2 separate regions of the Columba livia genome follow, and region 1 is linked to region 2. A link is a contact called in public Hi-C data. All regions are on one chromosome and are shown on one strand. The core of a region is the stretch at or near the end of the contact, and the rest is flanking DNA. Distances in the headings are between cores, read along the strand shown. Region 1 holds the start of CCNY (cyclin Y). Region 2 overlaps CCNY (cyclin Y).

What was found. Hi-C and Micro-C count contacts between places; a contact is called where the count stands out from the background.
Region 1: a Hi-C map of crop shows a contact between it and region 2, with 5 times the contacts expected there. The contact joins the promoter of CCNY here to the enhancer-like site in region 2. A contact is called at or near these places in 2 of 2 Hi-C or Micro-C datasets (crop and liver).

Annotation. Positions count from the first base shown.
Region 1 is chr2:14,917,301-14,920,140 of bColLiv1.pat.W.v2, forward strand. It overlaps CCNY (cyclin Y), which reads right to left and starts at 1,389. Exons shown (of 10, transcript XM_065055119.1): 1 at 813-1,389. The coding sequence starts at 966. It overlaps LOC110359956 (a long non-coding RNA gene), which reads right to left and starts at 806. Exons shown (of 2, transcript XR_002415542.2): 1 at 1-806.
Region 2 is chr2:14,803,839-14,806,626 of bColLiv1.pat.W.v2, forward strand. The region is part of intron 8 of CCNY (cyclin Y); the gene reads right to left. Among named protein-coding and RNA genes, the nearest start is that of GJD4, 11 kb to the left of the region's middle. Within about 2 kb of position 1,288, at least 1 of the 3 cell types and tissues checked has an H3K27ac peak away from gene starts, as active enhancers do.

The DNA of each region.
Region 1 (2,840 bases), core at 139-2,638, 110 kb after region 2:
TAAAATTAAGCTGTATTCTGGTTAGTCAGAACAGGAGCACATTCAGTCATTACTAAACCGGGGGAAATATGGCTTTTTTGAATATCACTGCAGAGAAAGAGAGGGAGAGGTGGCATTCATGATATCATAGAGTAGTGCCTCATCATGGCAGTAATGGGGAAGGTTGTCATGGCAAACAGTTCTCCCACTTTTACTGCTGGCTGGGTTTGTCCTTTAAATCCTCGCCCCTGCAGAGGCCCGGCAGGTGACATCCCAGGCAGGTGACGCTCGCTGTGCACCGCGGGGGCTGCACTGCCCAGCCCTGCCGGGAACGCGGCCCTGGGCCACAACCGAGACGGGTGCTTGAGCCACCGGGCCCCGCGGCGGGGACGGGTGTCAGCAATGTCACCTCACGGCACCGTGGAGGGAGAAGGGTCTTGGCAGCGCAGACCCGGGACCAAAACACCGCACCTTGCCAGAGGATGCGGCGGGGAGGGGGAGCTGCTGCCCAGCGCTGGCTGCCAGGGTCCCACACACCCTCCCTGGGGACAGGAGCAGCTCTGAAGGCTAAACCCCGCGCAATGTACCGCGACACCCCCGGGAGACCCACAGGGGCGGACACGGGGACCAGCACCGGGCCGTGGCGGCACGGAGGGGCACGGAGCGGCTCGGTGCCAGGGCAGCGGGCTCAACGCCGGGGCAGGGTGGCGGGACCGGCCGGCCCGGCCCCACCCGCGGGGCAGCCGCCCGGGTCCGAGCCGTGGCCCCGTCGCGGGGAGGGGAAGGGAGGGGAAGGGAAGCGGGGGTTCCCCAGGCCGCCCGCCCGCCCTCACCGTCGATGTTCTCCCGGTCGCTGATGTGCTGCAGGTTGCAGCCCGTGTCCTCCCGGCTCAGCTCGGCTTCGGGGCGGTAGGACTCCAGCCGGGAGTGGGCATTCCTGCGCAGCTTGGGGCTGGAGGACACGCAGCAGGAGGTGGTGTTCCCCATCTTCTCTGCCCAGCCCCGGCCTGGCCCGGCTCGGGAGGAGGCGAGGGGCGGCCGGTCAGCAGGGGCGGCGGGCAGCCATGGGCAGCGGCGGAGACGCGGGGAAGCGGCGGGGGAAGAGGCGGCGGCTGCGGCGCCCTGCGGCTGCACTCGCCGGCGGATCTCCCCGGCGGTTCATCCGCGGAGGCAGCCCCGCAGCGCGGCCCGCCGGCGTGGGCTGCGGCAGCTACGCCCTCCTCCGCGGGCAGGCAGCGCAGGGCCCGCCGAAGCACAGCCCCATCGCCGGCGGGGCCGCCGCGCTCCTCCCCCGCCCCCGCGCAGCCGCCGGGCCGCTCCACGCACGCACCCACGCGGCAGCGCCGCAGCCTCCGCGGCAGCGGCAGCCGCAGGAGCAGCCGCCCCGGGCGGCCCCCGCCAAGCGGTTCCGGTTCAAGCGGCGGTGACGCCTCCCGCCGGGCGGGCTGCGAGAGCGGCGGCCGGAGCTGTGCCCGCTCCCGGGGGACGGCGGTGCCCGGCCCGGCGGAGAGGGGCCGCCCCGAAAGCCACCGGCGCTGCTGCGGAGCCCGCCCTCCGCTCCGGCCGTGGGGCCGCCCGCGGTGCTGGCGGCACTGCGGCCCGGCGGGCCAGCGCTGCCAGCCGGCGGGAACCGGCCGGAGCTCCTGCCCTGAGCGTGCTCGGTCACCCCGCGCACACCCACACGCGTATATTGTACATAAGAGGGGGCACGTTGTTGCCAGAGCCAGCGCGGGGGTAACAGCAGCAGCTGTTGCCGCGCTGGGCGCTCCCTCCCCCAGGCGGGAGAGGCGCCGGGCTGGGCACGCACCGGGCGGGGGTTCCGCGGAGCCACCGGGCGGCCTGGTGGGGAACCCCGGCCCGAGGGACCCCCGCTGCCTTTGCCGCAGAAACCCGCCGAGGCCCCCGGCGCCATGTCCGCTCCGCCGCCCGCCCAGGCCCCTCCGGCCCGCGGGTGGGAGGTCTGGGCAGCTGCCAGCGGGGAACTGTCACCGAGGGGCTCCAGGTTTTTAAAGAATTGAGGAATTCTTTGAGAAGTTGTTAAGAACTCCTTCGGACTGACGGTGTCAGAGAGAACTGGCCAAAAAGGAAGAGGGGTGTGTAATGTGCCCCTGCATACCGCTCTACTGTGTTCAGAGCTTTCCCAGTCAAAATCCACCTTTTCAGTGTCAATGTAACGCTAAAGATGGAGACCGGGCATGTTTTTCATTGGTTTGATGAGTTGTTTTTTGGTTTTTTTTTTCATTTTAAAAATCTCTGAAGCAAATCTCATGACTACTGGAGGTCTCAGGCACAGAAGTTGAATGGTTATACTGATAATTTGATAACAGAAAAGCACATTTGTGTGTTTATAAAAAATGCTTTGACTTACAGCCACGTGTCCAGGGAACAATTACTTGCTAGTCTACAAGGCATCTCATGATATCTGATGTTTTTGTAAGATCTTCTGAAGTCAGATGATCACATTAAAGACTTGCAAGTTTTCAACACACATTTTCAGATCACACATGGCAAGGAAAAAAATATTTTTTAATTTTCAGCTATCTTTGAGTGTTTATTTAATGCCAATAAAAAACCCTAGTACAAAGGAACAACGAGAAAAAGAAAGTTTAGGGAAAAAAATATTTTGAGGAAGGTTTGTGTACCTAATTTTGACACCCCCCAAAGCACTGATGGGCAGCAGTTTGTGAGTTACATTCTCCCGTTGTGTTTGAGTAACTCGAAGTGAATAAGAATGGGTTTAGCATCTTTTACATATTAGTGTCTTCAGTAATTTGCATCCAAACAAAAGGAAATTAAGTATTTGCTGGAGCTCTGGTCTAGGAAGGTTATCTGGTAGGATGTTGTGCTAACTGGTGTTTTCC
Region 2 (2,788 bases), core at 38-2,537:
ATGAAGCAATTTTTCCATAGGACGTGCAATCAAAATTCACAGTGGTGATCATTTGTTTTTCAGTACCTAAAACAAATGACACTGTCAAAACAGCTGATAGGAGCAGAGGTTCTATTTGAGCTCCCACCCTGTGAAAACTTTGGTTACCTATACTAGTACATTAAGAAGTATGTTAAGAAATATGCAAACCAACGAAGTTAAGGACTGAAAATTTTCATAAATTGCATGGTAACCAGACATCCTACATAATACTTATGCAGGGACACATGATAGATTCAAAACAGTGATTTCAAGACATGAGAAATAAAAAAATAAATGGGTGGTAAGAGCTGCATGTTTACTGAAGACTATATGGACCACACAGCTGTGTTACCAGCAGGTATTGACTATGACATTGCATTCAAGCTACTTTTTGAGTGCGGTGTGAGTGTGCAAAGGATGTGCAGGCAGCTGGCAACAGACAAGGAAGGATCTGAGGATAAGCAGTGGTACTGGTACAGTAGTTTTTCAACCCTGAATGATTTTTCTTCTTGTCACTCTACTCTTACATCACTAACATCATAATCAGTGTCTTTCCTTACCTTCACTCTCTCTCTCTGCCAAAATTCTCTGTTTACATAATTACAAATATTAGTTAACAATAAAAGACTATCCAAAAGACAGATATGGACTCCTTGGAATGAATTCACACTGTGGAAGATTCTATCTTTTAAACAATAAAAACGAAAATTACATTTTAAGATGTCTATCAATAAACAAAGTAGATTATTTCCAAATGTCCTTTTATCCTGCCACCATTTTACTTTCTGCAAGCTAAGCCTAAAGATCTAGGTTAAAGGATCATATAAAGCCTATTTTAATGCAGAAAGACATTGTCTGTACCTCTTTTGAAGAGTACTGCCTCAGATTCTTACTATCCTCTAGATCTCAGATTTGAAGTTTAGATCAGCAGACAAACTACAGCTGAGAAAGAACTAAAAAAATACAGCTGTTTCTTACTTGAACTAACATAACTTAACTAACCACGATACCCTCCTTCCCCCATACATCTACATTAGACTGCTTTAGCATCTGCTTTCCTGTGGCCACCCCTCAGATTCACACAGAAACTCAAGGTGATGCTACACACACGACCACAGACACAGCTACCGAGTCCTCTGGTAGCTTTTAGACACAGCTCAATGTAGTGCTGGTGACTTATAAAACCCTGAAAGGCCTGCACTGCTTATGCTGAATGATTCACAGCAGTTGAAGATTTTGATCTAGAGCTTTTCTGCTTTATTAATATAAACAATGAAAGGCCCTGTCTTGCACAGAGCTAGGCACTTAAAAATCATAATACTGTACTGTCCTAACTACCTGAAAAATAAGAAAAAAAAAATCCATCACACTAGGGATAGGAGGAAAAAAATACTGGAAAAACAGGCAACAGGAATATAAACATCAGGTCAACAAGCATCAAAATCTTCGCTGAAGGATTGACAAGAAGCTCCAAACACAAAGCCAGATTACCAAGAACCACACAGAGAGCAGAGGGCCCCCCAAAGGTTTCTGGAGTTTCTGAGAACTCTGAACAGGTTAAGAAGCTACGAACTTTGAGGACAAGGCCTCAGAGCTTGGCTAAGGAATCCACAGTGCAGAAAGCAGGCTGGTGTTACATGGGAGCACAGGCCTGCCACGTGAGCCATGGTGTTACACAGCTCAAGTGCAACTGCTAACAGCAGCACCATCGTATGTGTTTGTCAAAAACAATAACCTCTTTTCTTTTTGTTTCCATTCACACTATCACAGTTTGCCTCATCGCCTGCCTTCAAAAAAAAACCCCAAAAAACCAAAAAGCTCTGAGAATCAGCAATTTCAAAACTCGTATTTATAACCATTCCTGATTAACACTGTCATGTGCTTCAAGCTGTTGAGCACTCCAGCTCATGTCCCAGCTTCAGAAACACTTTAAAAGCCCTCAGATTTGCCTTGAAGAAGGGAGGCAGGCCCTTACTGCCACCGAACACCCAAAAGCGCAAGATCAAGGGAAGAGTAGCTTCGCAAATATCACTCAAGAAACACTCAAAACAGTCAAGGAAGCGTTATCAAATTATTCTGCATGGAATAATACTGGACAAAGAAAGGTGAAGGGCCTGATTTCAGCTTCTTGCCCCTCTTAGCCCCACTTTTATTTTGGAAATCTCGTTCTGTCTGGGTTACATTGGAAAATAAGTCCTTAAAGTAGCTTATATGTTTTAAAACAGATACTGAAATGGCATTATGTGGTATTTCCCATTTCTATTTTGAAACGAGAGTTTTTCCCCAAACTAATGAAAGTAAGTCCGGCATACCACAGCCACGCAAGCTTTGTGTTTTTCACTTTGACTCAGGAAAAAACACCTTATAACAAATTGCTTGTTGATACAGATTTAGAGATAACTTTCCTAATACTTGAGCAATGACAGCTACTCACAATTTATAAGTCTTATCTAGTAGTGTATGACCATGCCTAATTTAAAGCCATCAGCTGACTCCTAACACTCGACCTTTCCCTTACAGATCATTTTTAGACCAGCTATAAATCTGACAAACGGTGAGCTATAAAGAAACTAAATTAGGGCCACTTTAGCAAAAACGCTTGGCCTTTCACTGCTTTGAGACTGCAAACTGAGATTCAAAAAAACATTCTGTCTTTGTAAACATTTCTTCTCATCTACTTCCCTTCTTCCTTTTTCCCTCCTCCCAGAGTGCTTATGCACTGCAAACTCTTGTCAGTGGCTGCCATCCTGATTTAAGTGAGTTAAAG